Regions from separate parts of the Sus scrofa genome. Here all the other regions are linked to region 1. A link is a contact called in public Hi-C and HiChIP or PLAC-seq data. All regions are on one chromosome and are shown on one strand. The core of a region is the stretch at or near the end of the contact, and the rest is flanking DNA. Distances in the headings are between cores, read along the strand shown.

The links. Hi-C and Micro-C count contacts between places; a contact is called where the count stands out from the background. HiChIP or PLAC-seq counts read pairs in DNA pulled down with a chosen protein or histone mark.
Region 2: an H3K27ac HiChIP or PLAC-seq map of alveolar macrophages shows a contact between it and region 1. The contact joins the enhancer-like site here to the promoter of TGFBR2 in region 1. A contact is called at or near these places in 7 of 47 Hi-C or Micro-C datasets (alveolar macrophages, blood, fetal skeletal muscle and 4 more) and 2 of 2 datasets of contacts at active chromatin or transcription factors (alveolar macrophages and skeletal muscle).
Region 3: a Hi-C map of skeletal muscle shows a contact between it and region 1, with 4 times the contacts expected there. The contact joins the enhancer-like site here to the promoter of TGFBR2 in region 1. A contact is called at or near these places in 1 of 5 promoter capture datasets (liver), 10 of 47 Hi-C or Micro-C datasets (alveolar macrophages, embryonic fibroblasts, epiblast stem cells and 6 more) and 2 of 2 datasets of contacts at active chromatin or transcription factors (alveolar macrophages and skeletal muscle).

Annotation. Positions count from the first base shown.
Region 1 is chr13:16,782,961-16,785,837 of Sscrofa11.1, forward strand. It overlaps TGFBR2 (TGF-beta receptor type-2), which reads left to right and starts at 1,410. Exons shown (of 7, transcript XM_021071493.1): 1 at 1,410-1,700. The coding sequence starts at 1,607.
Region 2 is chr13:16,850,140-16,852,981 of Sscrofa11.1, forward strand. It overlaps TGFBR2 (TGF-beta receptor type-2), which reads left to right. Exons shown (of 7, transcript XM_021071493.1): 5 at 313-454. Among named protein-coding and RNA genes, the nearest start is that of TGFBR2, 67 kb to the left of the region's middle. Within about 2 kb of position 1,287, at least 3 of the 83 cell types and tissues checked have an H3K27ac peak or open chromatin away from gene starts, as enhancers often do. A contact at or near this core is called in alveolar macrophages, where this site is marked.
Region 3 is chr13:16,877,433-16,880,132 of Sscrofa11.1, forward strand. No RefSeq gene overlaps it. Among named protein-coding and RNA genes, the nearest start is that of TGFBR2, 94 kb to the left of the region's middle. Within about 2 kb of position 1,414, at least 3 of the 83 cell types and tissues checked have an H3K27ac peak or open chromatin away from gene starts, as enhancers often do. A contact at or near this core is called in skeletal muscle, where this site is marked.

The DNA of each region.
Region 1 (2,877 bases), core at 160-2,659:
GCTGCTGGTGGGAAGGAAGATGTCCAGCCCTGGTGATTTCACCACACTTCCTGCTCCTAAATTAAAGAGCTAGGAAGTAGTCTTTTCCTAAAAGACACATTCAGAGGCAGCTGCAGGGCTGGGTGGAACAATGGTGACAAGACTTAAGGCTCCAGGATCAAGCAGAAGAACGTAGATTGATAGGGAAGATTTCAGGGGTTGGGTTTCCAGGGAGAGTTAGTTGCCTTTATTCTACGTAAGCCTGGCCACCTGCCTCTGCAAACAAGTTTTCTCTCAGATAAAGGAGTTTATTGTGAAAGGTCTCCTGATGGGAACGCTGTACTTGGAAGGCTGAAAGTAGGGTGAGCATATAAGTCATTATCCAACTGAGACACATGGGAACAAGAAAAGGGTTCTATTAATAATTTAGTTTTGGAACAGATGTACATCAGAATGGTTTGGGGCAAACCTGGTCAACCTAGCAAGTAGGGAAAGTTTAAAGTTGGTCCTGTTCTGCTACCACCAATGTCCCCCTTTTCAGGGGACAGACTCAGGGTTCTCTCCTGTCACAGAGCATTAGAAGGCAAGACCTGGCACTTAGCTGAGTCCCAGGCCACTATTTTCACACTTTCTGCCATACCTGACACACAATGAAGGTAACATTTTCCACTGTTACCACTCTGTGATGTCTTACCATGTACAATTACACACTGAGTCACCCCCAGGAAAAAAAGGCGGTTCAAAATGGGAGATATCATCCAAGAGCTTATCAAAATGCTGTCTCTTAGAGGAACTGAGGCAGAATCCGCATTTTAACGAGACTTTCAGGGAGTCCATAAGTACATTAAACTTGGAGACAAAGTTTTGGACTTTCTCCTTCAGTAACAAACATGTATCACAATGTGACAGTGTAGGCATACATAATTGAAACAAAAGTTTAAGGAGACAATACTCTTCTATTTGAAAACCAAAAACGTGCTCACAACTCAGGTTTCAGCACCCACTGCTGGGTTGCCCCTGGGAGTTTGAAAACTCCGTTCTAAAGCACTGAAGAACAAACTCAAAAAGGGTAGTGGGGAGGGGAGAATGCTTCGCAGGGGTGCTTTGGAAAGGGTTCATGCTTTCTGCGTTCAGTGACTTTCTGTAACCCTTGCACTAGGTCGCTCCACAGTAGGTCCTCGAGCGAGGAACCGGCAACAGCAGCGAGGGGTAGCTCAAAGTCTGCCAGAGCCCCGGAGGGGCAGTCCCGGGGACGTGATTGGCAGCTGCGAGGGAGGGCGAGGGCCGGGAGCCGGGCCGGGGGAGCAGGCTCCGGGGCGGCGAGAGGTCCTGCCCAGCTGTTGGCGAGGAGTTTCCTGTTTCCCCCGCAGCGCCAGGGAGAAGTCGTGAGTCACTCGCGCGCCCGGCCCGACGACACCCCGCGCGCGCACCCGCCGGCCGGGCCGGCCTCCCGCGCACCCCCTCGGCCGCCCGGGCCCCTGCGCCTCGCCCGCTGCTACCCCTGCGCGCGCCGGGCGGCGCCACATCTGGCCGCACCGCTGCCGGCGCCCGGCGCGGGTCCGGAGGGCGCGGGTGGAGGCGCAGCGGGCGCGCTCGGGCCGGTCTATGCCGAGCGGCGGGGGCTGCCATGGGCCGGGGGCTGCTCGGGGGCCTGTGGCCGCTGCACGTCGTCCTGTGGACGCGCATCGCCAGCACGATCCCGCCGCACGTTCCCAAGTCGGGTGAGTGGCCCCTACCCGGTCTCGGCGCTGGGGTCCCCGGGTCCCCACCGGGTTGCGCTTGACAGTGGCCCGGGCTGCGAGCGCGGGCGGAAGCCGGGACGTGTCCCCGATCCCCGCGGCCCGGCGCCCCGCGCGGGGACGTGTGCGTTTTTCTTTTCCAAAAACCCGGAGAGTGGCCGTGGCGGGGGGCGCGGGGCGCACCCGGCCCCCTTTGTGCGGGAAGGAAGGGCGCCGTGCCGGCAGTCCTGGCCGCCCCCACCCCCGGAAAGGGAAGTTTGAGAAGTTGGTGATCGGCAGAGTCAGGACGCGGCCCGGGCGGCCTCTGAGCAGCGGGCACACCTGGTTCCCGGCCCAGGATCGCTTAGCAGCCCCTAAAGGGCAGGACACCCCATCCTCAGCTCCTGGCAAAGGCCACATGCCCCTACGTCGGCTGGCTTCTTGGCCTGGAGTTACTGAAAAAAAGTTTCAAGAAAAGGAGCGTTGGCAAAAGAAAGTTTTCTGGCTCCACTGCTGGCTTGGAGTGGATGGGGCAGGGAGTGGGGGTTGTCAGGTGGAAGACAGAGTATTTACCGAGTGCCTGCTAGGTACTGGTGCTTGGTGCTGCGTGCTAGGTGCTGGAGATGTTGCCTGAACCGAACAACCCCGCCTTCCAGGTTTAGAGGTTCATTACGTTTGGTGGAAAGGAAGGGTTAAAATCCTAAATCCCCTACCCACCTGATCTTGATCTCTAGAGAGTTTTGAGGAGAGAAAAAATGCAAGAATTGCGTTCTTACTGATTTATTATGGAAAGTACCAAACCTCTGAGACCTTAAACGTTAGAAATTTTGTACCTCTGATCTACAGAACTGAGGAGCTGCATCTAGGGTCTGGTAACTGAGTCTTTGGACCTTTCTGGGCCTCAGTCTCTGCATCTGTGAAATGATGTGGTTAGACTTGGATCATTTTCCGTTCCTTTCATCTTTAATACCTAATGTCTCTCTTTTGCCCTTTGGTGACCTGGAGATGCACTGTATAGATTTGGAATAACTTGTAGAAGATCTGACAGCCCCTGTGGCTCTAAGGCACACACTTTGTTTACCAAGGACCAGAGGCAGACTTCCCTTTAGTTTTGTTTAGAAGAAATTTGCACCATGTTCTCCATGGGACAGTTCAGAGTACTTGAAGTGGATTGAGAACT
Region 2 (2,842 bases), core at 37-2,536, 67 kb after region 1:
CAGGGATGTTATTATATACATAATAGGATGACATGTGTCAGGGGGCTAGACAAAGCAGCTCTGGGGATTGGTATTTCCTTATTTTGGCATTTTTTTTCTTGATATTCTTTAACAGGTTTTCAGGGAGAGAACACCTACTTTAAAAAAAATACTTACAAAAACTGTGCTTTTCTGTGCAGGTCTCATTATTTGTAAAAGCACTGTGCTTTTAAAGACCAACTACCCAAGTAGGGGACAAACAGCAGCTATATGTTGAAAAGAGACATGCAGTTGGCATGCAGTGATGGGCTTCAATGTCTGCTTTTGCTTTAGGTGGGAACTGCAAGATACATGGCTCCTGAAGTCCTAGAGTCCAGGATGAATTTGGAGAATGTTGAGTCCTTCAAGCAGACGGATGTCTACTCCATGGCTCTGGTGCTCTGGGAGATGACGTCTCGCTGCAACGCGGTGGGAGGTAGGCATGGACCACCGCCATGGCACCCTGGTACCTGACACGCCCTCCAAAATGATGTCATGCCCTTTGCTTCAGCACAATTCCAGGGAGACAAAAGAGTTAATCTGCAGTGAGAGCCAATTGAGATCTGGTAGGACACAGCCCTTCCAGAATGAAAGCCAGGTTTGGAGCATAGAGTGTTGCCTCTCCTTTCTTGAAGTATAATTACTTTTCTCTTGACCCATCTCTCCTCAGATATTTATATCTTTGGCAAGAGATGAACACTAGTAATATTTATAAGAATTATTTCTGTTTCTCAGATCAATTCCACTTTTCAGAAAAGCATCTGAGTTTTGTTTCTTTTTGTATTTCAAGGTTTTTTTCAGAATTATAAGGTCCAGGAAATGGCTTTGACTCAAAATTTACTTTTATGGATATAACTTTCCTTGGAGGGAGAAACAAGCAGACTGGTTTGATACATTTGTTTAGATTTTGAGAAATGTAGTGAAGAGGGGGCTCCTGAGGAATGCAGTGTTCTTCGGAGGCATGGGGGCGATGTCACTGTTTGAGTATTGTCCCCTGATCTTCCTGGAGCTGAGAATAGCTGATGTCTACATCACTTTATCTTGTTCTGACTCTCCTCTCAATGGTTTCCATGGGTCTTAGTTCTCGTCTTAGGAATGTATGTATCCCAGCCGGTTCCTGGCTGGATGCTAAGTCAAGCCAAGCTAACTCCAGTGTTCTTTTTAACCTTTTGTTTTGTAATGATTTCTGACTCACAGAAGCATTGCATGGGTAGTACAGGGAGTTCCTATATGCCCTTTACCCAGCTTCCTCTCATAGTAACATCTTGCCTAAACCAAGGACAGCCGTGGAAGGCAGGAAATGGACATCAGTCCCTTAATTGACCTATAGGACTTGCTCGGATTCTCAAGCCCCGACCCATGGGGAACAGGATCCACTCCAGGATTCCACGGGACCTTAGCGTGCCGGCCACCTCAGTCATCTCCTTCGGTGTGTGGCAGTGACTCAGGCTGTGTTTCTTTTGTGACCTTGACACTTGAGAAGAATTCAGACCAGTTATGTCATAGATGGTCTCTCATGTTGGGTTTCTCTGATGTCTTCTCATGATTAGATTGGGACCGTGCATTATTTTAGGCAAGAACAACACAGAAATGTCCTTGTGCCCTTCTCAGGGTGTCACATGGGGAAGGAGATGTCAGTTTTCGTCCAATTTTAGCACACAGTGAAGGTGTCTCCATGTGACACCTTCTCCCTGTGAAGACACTACCTTTTCCATTTGTAATTAATACATACCTTGTGGGCAGGTACTTTGACAAAATACCTGTTTAGTCAGGATACTAACCCTGTTTTTTGTTTTTTTTTGTTTTGTTTTTTGGTCTTTTTGCCATTTCTTGGGCTGCTTCCGCGGCATGCATATGGAAGTTCCCAGGCTAGGAGTCTAATCGGAGCTGTAGCTGCCGGCCTACGCCAGAGCCACAGCAACGCAGAATACAAGCCGAGTCTGCGACCTATATCACAGCTCATGGCAACGACGGATCTTTAACCCACTGAGCAAGGGCAGGGATCGAACCCACAACCTCATGGTTCCTAGTTGAATTCATTAACCACTGCGCCACAACGGGAACTCCCTAACCCTGTTTTTTTTTAATCATAATTTTACCTGCTCATTTTAGGATCTATCAATAGTTATTGCCAGTGACAGATATTACTATAACATTTCCCTTCTTCATTTACTCGTGATATTCTACTTAAGAAATATCTGTCCTTCCTCTCACCAGTCCCTGCTATTTATTCACTTACCTCTGTATTTATGTCAGTATGGACTTGTGGGTATTTTTTTATTCTGTGGGTATTTAATATCATCAATATTATTTAGTTGTTCAGGTTACAACAGCTTTGGTCACTGGGCCAACCTCCCCAGCATTTTGCTCCAAGCGAGTCTGGTTGGCACCATTGCCAGCTCTGATAATTCCTCCTGTCGAGAACTTTCTTAGCGGACCCTCCAGGGGGGTCCGGGTCACCCCCTCCTGATGGCAGCTTTGCTGTCCCATCCCCTGTTTCCCTGGGTCCCTGCACAAGGACAGCACTTGCTGTCTGGCTGACTCTGTTATTTTCTGGTTTCCTGCCTGAAATGTCTTCCCCCACAGCTCTTCCAAAAGTAACTTAGTTTTTCCTTGCATGGTGAAATTTGTTTTACCAAGTTTCAGTCACTGAGAATCATTTTCTGCATGAAAGTTTTGACAGTTCCAGAATGAGTACTTAGACCAGACCCGTAGGAGTTGTTTAAGAGACGATGCTGTTATCACTGTCAGAAGAGATTTACCTAGATTTCTATCTCTCTCTTAGCCTTTCAAGCCCTTCATTGTGTAAACATGAGCCAGAGAC
Region 3 (2,700 bases), core at 164-2,663, 94 kb after region 1:
TGTGCCAGGGCTGCTCTCTAAGGAGGCAGATTTTGAGGTACATCCTAGAGCACATTATCAAAGCAGAGGAAGTGGACACAAAAACTGCAGGCCTGGACAACAGGAAAGAACCTGCCCTGTGAGAGACCAATGATCTGGGAGAACTTCCGTTTGCTGACCCGCTGTGTCATTCGACTGACTCCTCCACTAGCTCTATGAGGTAGGTACTATGCCCATTTTACAGATGAGAAAAACTGCTCAGAGGACTCCAGAAGATGCCTAGGGTCTCACAGAGGTAGACTCTGCTTGCAAAGCCATATTGTCCTGGAGCCCAGAATTTGGAATAACAATTTGGAAGATTGCTTGGTTCTTTTCTCTAATTAATGTTGTCTCCTGAGGGACCTGGGTGTACCGCACCACCATGAATGTGTCCTACCCCATTCACATGGCACCAGCATTGTTCTCTTCTACCTCCACCCCACATGGGGCTGTTGCCTGATGCGGACAAATGAGGCATAATCTCAGCCTTGTTGCCCAGCTGACTTCCCATGCATATAAGAAATGCTGTCTAAATTTTTGCTGAGAGTACAACTGGAAGACGAGTGAATAGTGTTATCTAATGTGTGAAATGAGCTTAGTCTTTCAGATGGATTCAGATCTCGGATCGTGCCAAACTTTAAAAACATTATTTTAGTGGGTTTGTTTTTTTTTATTTTAACACGTACTAGAAAAAAAATAAACACATTCAGCCTTTGCTTGAAATATAGCTGATTTTAATTATAGCCAAATTGACTTTTTTTTACTGCATTAAGTAGATAACAGTCTTTATTTCTGGCAACCGCAGGAGCTGGGAGTATGAATGACAAGGTTAGTGTGCTTCCCCTAAAGAAGCAAATCCTTGTGAATCACTAAAATTTCTGAAGCACGGGAAGCACCAAACACCATCTTCTCTGTTTTACCATCTTTTAAAATTTGTTTTAATCATCACTACCAACCTACGATATAGTCTTACTTCTGTATTAGAAGCAAGGAAAAAGAGGCAGGGAGCCAAATGTTCCCTGGGTATTAGTAAAAGCCCCACAGTGAGCAGTCTTAAGGCCAGGATTTGAAATGAAGCAGTCAGACTTCAGAGCCTCACTCTGACCTTGAGCACAAGGTGAGGCCAGAGTTGGAGGGCAAGGTGGAACCCTGGAATACTTGGGGGTCTAATTCCTTAGCCTGAAATGCAGATGGGGAAGGTGCAGTTTGCACTGGAGGGGCGAGGAGTGGCCATCAGGGAGCCCAGGAAGCAAAAGTCATTTCTCAAAGGCATGTGAACTCTGGGCTCCAGCCCAAGTGCTCCAGCCAGAACAGGAGCCAAGATGTTCTGACCCCTCTTGCAGGCTATGTTTTGCCTGGGTTCTTTCAGTTCTGGCTGCTGCAAAGTCAGGAGCATTCCTGGTTGGCAGTAAGTCTCTAAGCACACTTGGCAGGGTCTTGATCCTTGCACCATCAGCAGCTCTGGATGCAGGCACTCCTGGTGCCTGGGAGTTTCTAGTTGGCAGGGGTGGGTTTTGTTTTAAGCTCTCTATGCAAATGACACACTAATAGTCCAGTCCTGAGGGAAATCCCTTCCCAAGGTGACAGAGAACTTTTCCTGTATGCAAGCATGCCCATCCTTTTTCACAAAAGTCACCACAGTTGGCATTTGCAATTTTGTTCATTTTCCTCCCGAAATAGGCTGCCTAATTGTTACTTATCACATTTCTAATTAGTTTTTTTTTTCACTTGAATAATTATAGCTCCACACACTGAGTTTGGGGCCATGGCTTTTGGGCCTACTTTGCAAAGTATGCAGATAAAGACAAGATTGTGAACTTTCCCACAACATGGCCTGCCAATCAGCCTCACAGAGTGTAATTTAACTCTAATACACCTCTTGATCTTCAGTGCATTTAAAAATAGCTTGCTAATAGTCTTCCTATTTGAATTAAGCTAAAATTGCACATGGTGTGAAATGTGTGCTCTCTCCCTCTTGTCTCTACACACACACACACACAGGCACACACATCCCTGATCCTGAAAAGGCACTCCACGTGCGGCTTGTGCAGCAAAACACTTTGAGATTGTCCTCAAATCTTCCCCATCTCGTGTCTGCAGTATAAACAACAGAATAATGGTAGCCTTGGGGCCAGAGGGTCATCAAAAAGGATAAAATGCCTCAAAATCATGTTTTGTCTGAATATCCATAACAAAATCCTTAAAATTGGGACCTCTGGAGTCAGGCCTCCTTGGTTCAAATCCTAACTCTGCATTGACTGTCTGACTTGATGTAAGCCTTTTAACCGTTTTATTCCTTTGGTTTCCTACCATGTAAAATGGGGTAATGGTAGACCCTCCCTGGGAGAGTAGTAAGAATTAGTATAAAAACAGAGCTACTGTTTTCAAAGTGGTTAGAACAGAGTGCATATAAGCATTATTATATCTGCTTCCAAATGAAGTTGTATTGTTGTCATACTAAAGACATGATATTCCCAAAATCTTTGGATAAAACAGACTCTTGAGGGAGCTAAGCCCTATTTCCCTGTAACTGTAAAGAGACCACCCTTATCCTTGAGAGGCTGGGTTGTCAGTGTGCCTGGTGTGGCTGTGGTGGTACATATGGAGCCCTGTGGGACTAGGAGTCTTGGGTCTCACCCAAGCTCCTCCATCTACCACTTCTTCTTCCATTATTGCTCTTTT